2 separate regions of the Capsicum annuum genome follow, and region 2 is linked to region 1. Evidence: chromatin contacts called from public Hi-C data. All regions are on one chromosome and are shown on one strand. The core of a region is the stretch at or near the end of the contact, and the rest is flanking DNA. Distances in the headings are between cores, read along the strand shown. Region 1 overlaps LOC107858489. Region 2 overlaps LOC107858490 (a long non-coding RNA gene).

What was found. Hi-C and Micro-C count contacts between places; a contact is called where the count stands out from the background.
Region 2: a Hi-C map of leaf shows a contact between it and region 1, with 2.3 times the contacts expected there. The contact joins two enhancer-like sites. A contact is called at or near these places in 2 of 5 Hi-C or Micro-C datasets (leaf and placenta).

The regions. Positions count from the first base shown.
Region 1 is chr2:7,983,617-7,990,587 of UCD10Xv1.1, reverse strand. It overlaps LOC107858489, which reads right to left. Exons shown (of 5, transcript XM_016703155.2): 3 at 5,419-5,473; 4 at 4,770-4,908; 5 at 4,257-4,511. The coding sequence ends at 4,419. Among protein-coding and RNA genes, the nearest start is that of LOC107858489, 9.2 kb to the right of the region's middle. Within about 2 kb of position 3,842, at least 3 of the 5 cell types and tissues checked have an H3K27ac peak or open chromatin away from gene starts, as enhancers often do. A contact at or near this core is called in leaf, where this site is marked.
Region 2 is chr2:8,129,213-8,136,183 of UCD10Xv1.1, reverse strand. It overlaps LOC107858490 (a long non-coding RNA gene), which reads left to right. Exons shown (of 5, transcript XR_001671012.2): 4 at 1,829-2,699; 5 at 2,782-3,127. Among protein-coding and RNA genes, the nearest start is that of LOC107858490, 7.4 kb to the left of the region's middle. Within about 2 kb of position 2,988, at least 1 of the 5 cell types and tissues checked has an H3K27ac peak or open chromatin away from gene starts, as enhancers often do. A contact at or near this core is called in leaf, where this site is marked.

The DNA.
Region 1 (6,971 bases), core at 2,593-5,092:
TTCATTTCTAAACGCCACATAACGTCTATCTTCAATCCTACGAATTATATTTGGAGTAAACCCTAATCCATTTCATAATTTTAGCACCTTAAATTTCCCTCCCTAGTCCCCTATCTCGAACGATAATTTGTGATTGCACACTTTCCGCTTTTTTACATGTAAAAACAAGAGAAATCCCACCTTGAATGAAAGTAATTACATAGGATTTCAGATTTAGGTTTTCGATCTCTCCCAGATTTAAAAAAATGCATATACATGTCTTTGTATCTTATACGTTAGTGCAATGTATGAGAAAACCGTTTTGCCTAAAACTAAGGAGATAAAATTAGATGAGGTAAAAGTTTTTCCTATAATTAAGAAAATTAAATCAGCCACCATTATTCTCTAACTTAATCAACGAAACTCATTAATTTACTCATTTGGTGGGTTCTTAAAAGCATTAACAGTAATTCAAATTGAAAAAAGATTTGGTAATGTATAATATTACCATTTCTAATGTATGAGGTTAACACAATCAAGGTAAGTTATGCTACCATTTTTAATGTATAATATTACCATTATAATTATGAGATTAAGTCAGTCAAATTAAGTTATTTTTTCATTCTAATATATCAGGTTACAATTCTATTGTATAATGTAAAAAGTTATTTCTCCATTCTAATGTTTGAGGTTACAATTCTAATGTATAATGTAAAAATTTTATGTATAGGGTTAACACATTTAAGGTAAGTGATATTAACATTCTAATGTATAATGTAACTAATCTAATGTAAAATGTAATCAATTTAATGTATTAGGTTAATACCATTAAGATGAGTTTTGTTATATATGGGGTTAACACAGTCAAAGGTAAATTTATATTACCATTATAATGAATAGTGTAACCAATCTAATGAATAATGTAACCAATCTAAAAGGATTGGAAGAAGCTGAAGGAGGTGATTTAAGAATTTGGGAGATTATACAAATTAGGTCACCTCGGAGAAGAGCATATCCTCGAAAATCGATTTGAAGTGTGGGGGCGTCGACTTTGACGGCGAGTGAACGATCGTTTTCGGCTTCTATCACAACTTTGCCGTTGTATTTGGTGGCGAAGTGGCAGAGCTGTTGTCGGAAATTTAGCTGGAGATGGTGGCAAGGATGTCGGAGTTCCATGAACGTTTTTGTTGTATGTAATTGGATTACAGAAAAAATTGAAACAATTTTTTATTTGGTAAAGTTGAAAAAAAATAAACAAACCTCAAAATTAATGAAGAATGTGATGACGTTAATTACCTTGTTTAGTTAATGCTTGAAAAAATAAAAATTTTGAAACCCCCAAATCACGTAAGCTTGATTTTAGGCGAAGAAAAAGGAGCACAACTAAGAGCAAAAAAAGGAGTGTTGGAGTGTATAAGAACTAGGGGTGTTCAGTGGTTTGGTTAAAAACCAAATCGAACCGTAAACCGAACCAAACCAATTAAAAAAATCGATGTTTGGTTTGATTTAATTAGGTTTGGTTTTAAATTTTTTAAAACCGATGCTATTTGATTTGGTTATGGTTTTACTCAAAAAAAACCGTGAAAATAACCAAACCGAACTGATAAATTATATATATATATATATATATATATATTATAATTATTTATATATAATTTATAAATAAAATATAAACATTTTGTTAAATTTAATCTTAAACTAAATTTTAATCTATATCTAACACAACCAATACTTTATTCCAATTGCCCAAAGCCCCAAATCCAAGCTCAACTCTACCTACTATTTCTAATAAGTTAACTCTACAGTCCCTACCTCACTTTTTCTACTTCAACTTTCACAATACGTAGTACATCAACCGCTGCTTCTTTTGTTTTGTATTGAAAGGCAGCACCGCATTAGCTTCTGCTGTTCTTCATAGAAAGCAAACGATTAAAAAAATTCTTTTCAGTTTTTCATCTCATAAGGAAAAGCAAAAATTTCATTTCAGTTTTTCCCTCTCGTTTTTTTTGCATTGATGGTCCATGCAACTGCAAGTGTTTCACTTTCTTCCTGCTGATTATACTTGTGCCATGTTTTCTAGAGTCTTGGCTAGCTCAGATATTGCAATATTTTCTTGTTTAGTTTCTTAACCCCCTATATCTCGTTTACGCTCGCTTTCATAGTGTAGTCTTCCCTTTATTTTTTGTGGAATGTTTTCGTAGATTAAATCTGATTATATTCTATAGTAAAATCCCAAAGTTTCATGGGATGGAACTTTAACCGGACAATGGTGCTGCCGTGCAGAGGGATGGCATGAATGATGTATGGTTTGTGAAATTTTATGTATGATTTGTGAATAACCCAAGAGAGATGGCATGAATGATGATTAAAACTGTAATCCATATGTTGCTTCATCTTCGGTCACATAAACAAAGAATCTTTCAAACGAGTTAGTAGTTACCATGGTCCCTGGTTCAAATGGTAGTTTTATGTCTCCTTGTTTATTTAATCTTTTCCCTATATGATTAGCTCACCTAGCTAGTCTATAAAGTAGACAGATAACTCAAATTTGCTCAACTTTGTCTCTTCTTGCAGCACACTGCAACATACAAGGCTCTGTTTTACAATGTACATGTATGTGTTTATAAGCTGTTGGATAATCTTAGTGCCTACAATACAAAGCTGATGTTTTTCATCTCAATGTTGGTTTTGTTTAATGTGTTTGTTCTGATTTTTAAGAGTTTATAGTGTCATTTGTCCATCACTATACAAATATTTCATGAAAAAGTGTTCAATGTGATACTCTTTTCTATGGGGTAAAAGAAGGAATTTATTCTAGAGATGGTTGGAGTAGACTAGTCAATAACCGAAAAATTTGAAAAATCGAACCAAACCGATGGTTATTTTCTTTTTGTGATTTGGTTTGGTTTTAGAAATTCAAAAACCGATTAAATTAGTTTTGGTTATGGTTTTAACCACTAACCGATCTAAACCGACCCATGAACACCCGTAATAAGAACATAAGAGAGAGAAACAATAAAAGGAAGGGATATTGTATAATTAATATGGGATATTTGTAATTACTTTTGAAAATAGGGATATTATGTAATAACTAATTAGTTAGCTTGTATATTTATGTAATTTTAGTTTTACATTCTAATAATTGTTGTATTGAGATCAGTATCTGATACCTTCTCCTATTATTAGATAATTTATCCACTAACGTATGAACAGATGAAAAAAAAAATTAAATCTAAAACCTCATAATTCTTAATCTACTTTGTATTACCGTAGACCATCAAATAATTTCTATTGTGAAGCAAAATATGTGTAATGATGTCTGTCGACCATTCGTACTAAAGGTGATCTGTGACTCGACTGACTGTTCCTCAGCTATAAACATGTCAAACCACATATTTTAGAACTCCTTCCAGGATCATGGTGGCACCAGCTGCACTTTGCAATTCAAGCTGCTGTAAAATAGGAATAATTTGATAATCTATTGGTTTTATATAAATTTGTTTTATAACTAAGAAATCTCTGAGGACCAGCTAGCTAGGATGGTTCGATGCTCAATAAATAATACATCCATTTACCTTCCTTTTCCACTTATATCAGTGGTCGTCTTTCTCAGCAGTGTTCAAACTTTAAAGTGTGGCTTAACTCACACATTCAACACTCTTATCACCAAACCAATACCCTAGGGATGGTTAACATAAATTACGTTCGTCAGAACTGTACCTAGTACAATTGTTGAAGCAGCTCAATCAACAGAAATTACCTTTGATCAACATGAGTTGTGGTGCAGTGGATGGGGCTGCTCCACCCTTAACCAGAGGTCGAAGGTTCGACCCTGGTTGTAGAGAAAACTCTATTGAGAGCGCTGCCACCTTAATGGGTCTTGCAACGCGCAATCCGGATTAGTCGGGGCTCCAATGCGGGCACCGGACACCGGATGAAAAACCAAAAAAAAAAACAGAAATTACCTTTGCAGAACCTTACTCTGCACTATCGTTGGCAACTCTGTATACTAGATTGATAGTGGGCTCCTGTTGTGCTATTGTTTAAGGTTGACAACATACTAATAACAATTCATGAAATTAACAATATCGTCCTTTAAATCACTCAGGTTAGATCTGAAAAAGAACTGGAACTAGAGCTTTGGTATCTGCATCTGGTTTATTTACAAGGTAATCGAAAAGGAAAACAAAATTTTCTAGAATAAAGTATCCCATATGATAAGTGGTTCCAAACAGCTCATATGATTAGCCTTTTGCAGGGAACATGTGAAGACGATATGGAGAACTATATAATGCCATTTACAACTTCAAATGTAAAGAATACAAGTGCTGAAACATTTATATGGAGAACTATATCATGCCATTTACAACTTCAAATGTAAAGAATACAAGTGCTGAAACATTTATACTAAAAAGTTGAATCGGTTGAGATTATACAAGCTATGTAATTGCCTCCGTGCATTCTCCACATTCTATGGCAGCACATAAAGCCTTCCAGACAGGCGCTAACATTTTCACTGGTGGACGCAATTCCTGGAAATTATATTTAAATATAACAATTGTGTAAGAAAGAGAAAATAAACTGGAGTAATATTCTTTGCTACGTCCTTTTGTTGGTTCAAAGCCCTCCCATTATTTGTTTCTATCTAAAATTCCAAACAAAAAGCACACAAATTTAGAAACTAGAGACTGGACATCTCATTTTGAAGGGAAACTATTCTTCAACTCAAAGATACAAGTATTAAGACTGCTAAGGATTTGTTAGAGAAATATAGCAGGGATAAATTTCACCTTGAAAACTAGCATAAGTTCTTCCTCCCCTCGAATAATCAAAGATAGAGTCCAATAACAGGTAACTGGTGTGACACATTCCGTCAGCACTGGTTTTAAAATCCTGCTAATGGGAACAAACTGGCGAATTGTTTTCCCACTGTATACAAAGGGCTGAATTAGAATTATTTTTAGTAAAACATGGCATTAAAACAACAGGCTGAATTAGAAGCTTCTCAGTTCAGATACAAAAAGCATAAAATAGTGCCCTCATGGTTACATACATGGTATCATCAAAATATATTCAAGTGATCCTAAGAAATTAATCATTTTTCAACCGTATCCAAAAAAACTTTATCTGTCCAATCTCATATAGGAAAATAACTTGAGCAGCGCAAACAGAGAAAGGTAGGCACAGGACAAAAGTAATATACCAAATACTTTGACTTGTTTACTTAACATAGTTGCCCATCTCATAGAGGAGATTAAGAAACAAGTGGCTGTACACACAACAATCTTTAAGGAAGCAGAAACAAAATGACAGATCCATGCAGAATATATGACAAGTTATCCTTGATTTTAAAAGCATCTTTTAACAGAGTTGAAAAATTATTTTTGAAGTAACTTTAAGCAAATAGCAAAACATTCACCTCTATAATGCAGTATGTACCTTCCATACTGAGTCTCGAGTTGAACTCCAAAAGCTGGCAGAATTAGAACAGACTCTGTCATAGGCAAACACAAGATACAGAATGAATGTAAGCTGATGTATACATCCTATAACTAGGGGTGGCAAAAGAGCAGGTCGAGTCGAATATGGGTCAATTGAAAATGGGTAAAATACCCGACTCGACCCATATTTGTTATGGATAAATGAGTTTACCCAATGGATAATGTGGTTAAATATGGATACCCATATTATAGTAGAGATCTTGTTGAAGTTTCAAAAGCAAATTTTCTCACCCCGACACCCAACCCCCTAACCCCCACCCCAAAAAAGAAAAAAAAATTAAAACTTTCTAAATTTGTTTTTTTAAAAGAAATTATATTTTTTTATCACGCCACCCCATAAACAGCCAAACCCTCCCACCCACCCCAAATAAAAGTTTTAATTTTTAATTTCTTTTTTTAAAAAAAAAAAGCTTTACTACCCCACCCCCAATTTTTTAAAAGAATTTTTAAAACAAATTAATTTTTGATCAACCCCTACCCTAGCTCCCCTCCCCCCCCAAGCCCCCCACCCCACCCCCCAAAAAATGGAAAAAAATTAATTTACATTTAAAAAAAAAAAAAAAAAATTATTTTTACTACCCCCCCCAACCACCACCACCAAAAAAAAATTAAAATTCTTTTAATTAATTTTTTTAACCCCCCCCACCCCCTCCCCCCCCAAAAAAAAAGAATTTCTTTGAATTTTTTTTAAAAATAAAAAAAAGTAATCACCCCCCAAAAAACAATAACTTTCTTTTAATTTGTTTTTTAAAATGAAATTAATTTTTTATCACCCCCACCCCCCAAAAAAATAGAATAATTTAATGCCATTTTTTTCTTCTTTAATGAATGAGCCTCTTTTTTTTACCCATTAAACAGCGGGTTATATAGGTTTTATTCCAATTTGACCCATTACCCAATCCATTTAAGATGGATTAATGTGAATGGATCCCATATAACTTATCCATTTTGCCACCCTTACCTATAACCAAATGATTCCAGTGTATTCTATTTTTCTATCTGCTATAAGGGAAAGATGTTAAAAAGCAAGCACAAAATATTTGATCGTTATCTTAAGAGCCAGTGTTTATTGATACTTCAATGGAGTAGTGGAGTTTAAGATGTGGTACATGAACTGCAATGTGATCTGAGTATTCCTAACAAAGTGAAAAGCAAGTTTTGTAGAACAACTGTGAGACCAGCAATGTGATATTGGAGGTGATATATTGGGCATCCAAGGCCAAACATATCCACGAAAAGAGCACAGTAGAAATAAGGATTTCTAGATAGATGTGGAGCCATATGTCACTATGTCATCCTCCAAATACACTTGTTCATAGGTGCGACACTACGTTGCTTGAAGGTGCTAAGAAGAACAAGGTAGACCTAGAACTACATGGAATGAAGTTGTCTTCAAAAGACCTACAATCTCCGATTCCTAGGTCAAAGTTAACAAAGAAGATCACAATGATAGGAATGGATCTATACAAGCAATAAGAAGAAGTTAGGATT
Region 2 (6,971 bases), core at 1,739-4,238, 150 kb before region 1:
TACGACATCCTTGGCGTAAACTCTCTTAGGTTCCAGTTAGCCCTAGTTGGCCCCTTTTTGGCACTATTAGGTTTGTTTCTTTTGGTCATCGATCAAGAGTAGTTCTATAAACTTCACAAATTTTCAGCAATGATGGTTGAGTTTAGATTTAGTAACCAACTTGGCTGTGCCAAGTAGCAACCAGATTTATCCTTCCCCATCACTTTAAGTTCAGATCATAAATATAATAAGTTGTCAAATCTCTATCATATGTCAAATTTTGGAGTCTTTCATTTTGTTCTCATGTTGGAGCCATCCATATCAAAAGGATCTCAGGGAGGCGAATAGAACTGGTTGAACTCGATGATAAGAATGATAGAGATTAGAAGATATAAGTTCAACCATTAAACACAAAACATCTGAAGTTGTAGTGTCACCTAATATGTAAGTAAATGTGTTACCTAATATGAGAGGAAACATAATTTATTTGTATATATAAATTTAGATCAATCAACTAATTTATAGGTAATATGGTTAATATTTCAACGGCATTGACTTTGTATAGTTATTGTGGTTAGATTACTAACAATTAGATGGTTCATTATGATTGGCAACAAAACTCATTTCCTTCTTGTTGTGCTCTTGCTGAATATAACATACCTCTACTACAATGCTTCAGCTATAGGCTAAAATAAGTATGTTTTGAACATTATTCACAAACTTCTGTCTTTTAAGCCTAAGAAACGTTTGTTTTATCTGAACACCATAGTAAAGAAAATAAAAGGTTCAATGTTTTTTAGGCAGCATACTTAGCCTAACTGTCCGTCCGGATACACAATGTGCAAAATAGAATCCATTAGATGTAAAAAAGGGGATTAGTGTGTGTTTGGATTGACTTTTTTGAGTGACTTATAAGTCTAAAGTGCTTTTAAGTGAAGTGTTTAAAAGCACATTACTTTAAGTCACTTAAAAGTGCTTAAGCCCTTAAAAATAAACCAATCCAAACACCCTTACTAACTGATTATAAGTTAATCATATCCAACTTATTCCTATCATATATTTTCAATAGCATAAGAAAAGGTTATTTAAGAGATCAAATTGAGTTCAATTTTGGACATAGTGCCCTGAAGAAGGTCACTTCCATTGAAACAATACTCTTTTCCCACTTTGCAACTCATACATTTACAATTTCTTTGTGAGAAGATACACTCATCTGACAGCTTTTTGGTTTTGCCATTGTTCCTGAACTGGTGATATATAAACCCAAAAGCTCATCAATGGAACTGATTCCAATCCTTCCATAATTATCGATTCCATCTTATCAATATTTGTATAAAGTAGATGAAGTGTTTATATTTCACACATGCACAAAGCTGAAACTTTCTTACATTATCAAATCATGATTCAACATAAACGACTAAATATAGAATTCAGAGTATGAACCAAGCTATAACTTTCCTCCAAGACTTCAAGATCGGCCATTACATAAAAATTCCTCCAAGAACAATGTTTATGGCTCTCAGATAATTCATGCAGCTGATCCCCTATACTAACTCTGTATTGAGGTTAATTGATTAATTAATTCTACCTTCGTTGCACTTTAAGTGTCTTTATATATGTTTATAGTGGCAGATCCAGGAATTCATAAAAAAAATATTATGACAAACCTTATTTATATAGTATAATTTTATCTTCCGCTACTCCTTTATGCTTATAATCATAGAAAATGAGTAACACAAATTGTAGGAAATATGAGCTTAGTTGATTTATTAATTTTATTCTTGCTGCATGCTAAGTATCTTTATATGTACATCTATATGCTTACAATAATAGAAAATGGACAATGCAGATAGTAGGGACTCTAATAGCATAATTCGTGTATTTGGGAACAGCCGTGGGTTAATGGAAACAATTCCAGACATATGCAACAAAACATTGTCCAACACCGGGTGAACTTGTCCTTTGGATAATGTGTTCTATGATGATTTAGTGATTTGGGGTTTGATTGCACCAAGAAGGATTTTCGAGGATTTAGGAACTGATGGGATAGTCAATTGGTTCTTCTTATTTGGTGCGATAGCTCCAGTACTTGTGTGGTTAGCAGCCAGGGCTTTCCCTAAACAAGAATGAATCAAACTCATCACCATGCCAGTTTAATAGGAGCCACAGGGATGATGCAAACTGCCACAGTTGTGAACTACACGACCTGGATCATCGTAGGGTTCTTGTCAGGCTTTGTTGTTTATCGATATAGGCCATATTGGTGGCAGCGTCATAACTACGTTATTTCAGGTGCACTTGATGCTAGTTTGGCATTTGTGGCAATTCTTATATATTTGTTCTTGGGCTTGGAGAAATATAATTGTTAATTGGTGGTGAAATGATCCATCTTATGCTTTGTGTCCAATAGCTAGAGGGATTTTTAAAGAGGATTGCCCTGTTGTTTATTAAATTGTGTCGTGTTGTGAATATGAAGCACCACAAATACTCCATAGAATTCCTCAATATTGCTTACCCGAATGTATCATATTACTGGTTGCTAAATGGGGAGAGTTATAACTGTGGCATTGTTTCATTTGACTTTGGCAGTGAGGTGTTTTGCAGAGGTTGGATTGCCAGACCATCCGTAAACTTTCTACAATTAGAGGCTAAAACTGATAATATTTGATCACTCTATTGCCCTCTTGATCATGGTTGACACATTTGTTTATGATTTAAGGGTAATGATCTAACCAGGGGTTTGGAACAAACTTCTTACCTTTAAATGCTGTCATATTTTAATGTCTTGAAATCTTAACACAGTTGTTTTTGCAACCACACTCTCTCGACTGTTCTCGTGTGACATTAGCACACAGAAGATGATGTCATCTGGCCCGGTGGAGAGACTGCACACATGGTGGTTGTTCAGTTCATTTACAAGGAGAGCTCAGTGACAATCAAATGACTCTCAAATTATGCTTTGAACAAAGGTTGTTAGTATTTCTGTGTTGTTTCAGTTATAACTTTACAATTGCTATCCATTGGCTCGAAGATCACAATCTTCACTTGCTTGAATATTTGATCGTCTTCTTTGAATATTTGATCGTCTTCTTGTTAAATCATTTTGGTACAATTTGGAATATATACTTTTCATGTTGGGCCCGTGTAACGCATGGACATACTTATCTAGTATAGGAATAGAACAATAACCTAATTTTTGAGGCCGTCTCACTTCTTCGTTGTTGTTCGAGTCCGAGACTTGTCAGGGGATAATGTCTCTTTTCTCTAAAATCTTGCTTGCTGTTGATGAGGACAAGGCGAACAATGTCTCAAAGACCAATACTTCATAGTCTTTGTTCTCATAGTCTTTTTAATTTTTATTTGGAAAGAACGCTAATAAAATAAATATATGAAAAGAATATCCTAATGATAGAATTTTTGATCTCGCTTATCTCTTATACACATCTATAATTTATAATATATTAAAATAATATATTAAAAGTGTGATAGAAAAGTGATTTGAACTTTTTTTCCTTCATTAAAAATTGATGCAATAGATAAAATTGTCTTTTCACCTATGTACTTCAATTATTATGTTATTATATTTATAATATTTTTAAAATCAAAGAGTCCCAAAATATATGGTAAGAGAAAAATATATTTTAAAAATGGCATAATACATAAATATGATCTTAAACTTGACATCAAATTTTAACTTTGATCTTAAACTTTGATAGTGCACAAATAGGACCTTTTAACTATTCTAAACATAAGCAAATATGACCTCCGATTTTTCAATTCCCATGTGGGAGTTTCACTCGCGCCTATGTGGAAAGCTTATCCAATCACACGGTGCCACATCGTTAAAAGGGCTGACTTGGAGGAAGGTCATATTTGTGCAGTTTTGAATAGTTAAAGGTCATATTTATGCACAGTCAAAGTTTTACTTTTTGTGTTAAAACGGCGTCATTTTTATTATTATTATTATTATTATTATTATTGTTATTAAAAATTACACAAATACACAACTTATGTTTTCAATATTACAAAAAATCTCAACTCCCTAAACATATTACAAAAATCTCAATATATACACAGAATGCTATGTATATGTCGGCTATGTTATGTATATTAATAGGAAGAGAGAGTAAAGTAATTAAAAAAGTGGGAGAGAGTGTAATTCCTTCCAAAAGGGTTGGTATTTATTATTATTTATTTATTTATTTCTATAGCAGCACCTAGCTTTTTTTCTATTAAAAAAAAATCACTAGCAGGGATCGAACCCGCACTCTAAGTTGAAGGAAGCGCCCAAGAAGAGTAAATAATACCACTGGGCTATCTAAGTGTCTTGTTTCATGTGGTTCAACATTAATGTACATACATAAATATAGATTTTCTATCTTATAAATACAATGTAATTTTTTTACCGAGAGGGTTCGGGTGAACCCCATGACAACTACGTAGGTCCGTCCCTGCGTTAATTTAATAATGTTTTGATAACGTTAATTTAATACTAACATTTTAATAACGTTAATTCGATAATGTTAATTTAATATACTACTACTATGATCCTTAATAATGTTAATTTAATAATGTTTTATTAAAACAATAATTTTTTTAATTATTAGTATAGTTTCATCTTTAATTTAATATTTAAATAAATTATATTTAGATATATTATATAACATAAATTCGCCCTTTGCTTTATAATATATATATATACCCGCGCGATTTTTTCGTATGAGGCTGACCCACCTAATTAATAAATTTTCAATATTGCTCTTTTTCCTCAATGACAAAAGAAATTGGATGTCATTTTCATCTTTAAGCCGAAAATAATGAAAAAATAATAGTGAAAAGTCATTTAAAGGTCATATTTGTGCAGTTTTGAATAGCTAAAAGTCATATTTGAGTACTGTCAAAGTTTAAGGTCATATTTATGTATTATGCTCTTAGATTTTAAGCTGGACGCGCCTAGTTTTGCGTATTGAACACACGTTTTGCCACGTAGGATCGGAGGTCATATTTGTGCAGTTTTGAATAGTTAAAGGTCATATTTGTGCACTGTCAAAGTTTAAGGTCAAAGTTAAAATTTGGTATCAAGTTTAGGATCATATTTATGTATTATGCCTTCTATATATATATATATATATATATGTACTTCATATGGTTATATGGGTCTAGGGGCATGATCTATGACCCGAACCAAGCCCACTGAGTTGCTAAAATTTGAGCCACAAATTAATAAGTAGGCGATCCACCTACTAGCCAGTTTTGATCATTTTGGCCCTGTTCTTAACTAGGTGACACACCTACTTATACTACTTAATTTATCCATTTTATATAATATAGGCTATATACAGTGTTAACTTAATTAAGTAGAATGTTAAAATAAGCAACTTAACCATGTAAGAAGTCCAAATACATAGGATGTCTACGTTAGTAGGTGAATCATATACATATTATTTCCTTCCAAAACCTTATCCTTTTCAAATATGTCCTTCACATTTGCAACCTTGACGCTTATATTTTAAGATCGATATAGATCTTCTTTTATTCCCAATATCGATTAATCTCGTCGACACAATATAATTGTAATCACATGACTTGGCTGTTAGTGGCACTTCCTACGATAGTGTTTTATTCAAACTTACATAACTCTTAGTGTAGAACTCGAATTAACGGGTCGTTTATATTTTTAAAAAATACACTTAAATACCTTTAAACTGGCAGGTAGCACCCTCTCCAACTCTTCATATACTGGGAGATATTCTTATTAAAAGCCACATCATTTGCTGGATCACTTTGACTCTTTACAAATTATCCCTTTTTACTTGAACTTTTATTTAGAACTTTCTTCAGACTAAAAACTTTGTTTAGCACTACAAACACCTCAATGTATAGGTTATTAAAGTAATTATTTATTAGTATCTTCATTCTCTCACTTTCACACCAATTCGTTGTCACTTGACTAGTCATATGTTAATAGAGATATACGGGGTATTACATTATCCCTCCATTAGAAACATTCATCCTCGAATGTAGGCTATGGTTCAGAATGGACGCTAACTCCTGAATTCGTCCAAACTTTGGCCAAAGTTTCTTGTCTATACAGGACTATCCAAGATCTATCAGCTTACAAAAATGTACATATACAAGCTTCACTAAGCTTTCCAACCAGTGTAGTATATGAAACAATCAAATAACAAGTAAGGCTTTGCTTTACCAAATAAGTTGATTGTGTAACATGACATAACTTGCAATCCATATAAATACTCTGCCATGCAACGTGATATATGAAATTTGTGAATTCGTATGCATGAGTCAAACTTTTGAATATATTGGCCTTATGTACAAGTGCATATGATGATAATATGACTCATTTTAAGAGGAAATGTGATTTAAGAAAATTTTATAGGTCCTTAAATCAAATGTTGATACTTATGCGAGTCCTTAGGTTCCAATGGATTTAATATTATAATCACTACTCTGATAGAGGCCCTCTCCTCAGCCCTTAACTTTGTCTCATATGATTATTGCAGTCTTAATAGACTAGTCCTTTGTAAATTTAATGTTCTCTATAGGGTTGGAATATGCATACTCTTTGGAACAGTTTCATAATGTTGAGATAGGAATACTAGGTGCACTATAGTTCTACAGGTAAAGATATATTCACGACTCTAAAGCCCACCTATCTAGGGCTCAACTTGATTTTTTTTGAATCACCATAAAATACATTTTGTACAAAAAGGTACCATTAAAAAATACTAACAATAGCACACCGGGGGGTCATCCTTAACAGAAAAAACCCAATTTTTATCATTTACTAATAGTGGTAGAGCTATGCGGTAACTTTTTCCAAAACATATTTTGTACTTGAGACGGGTCTCTACATAACGACATATGCTATGTTTACTGAACCCCAAACAATTCCAAAACTTGATTAAGTTACTTACCTAGACCTCCCTTTTAGACGTTAATCTTCAATGAAATAAGTGCTAAAGTTAGTAGTA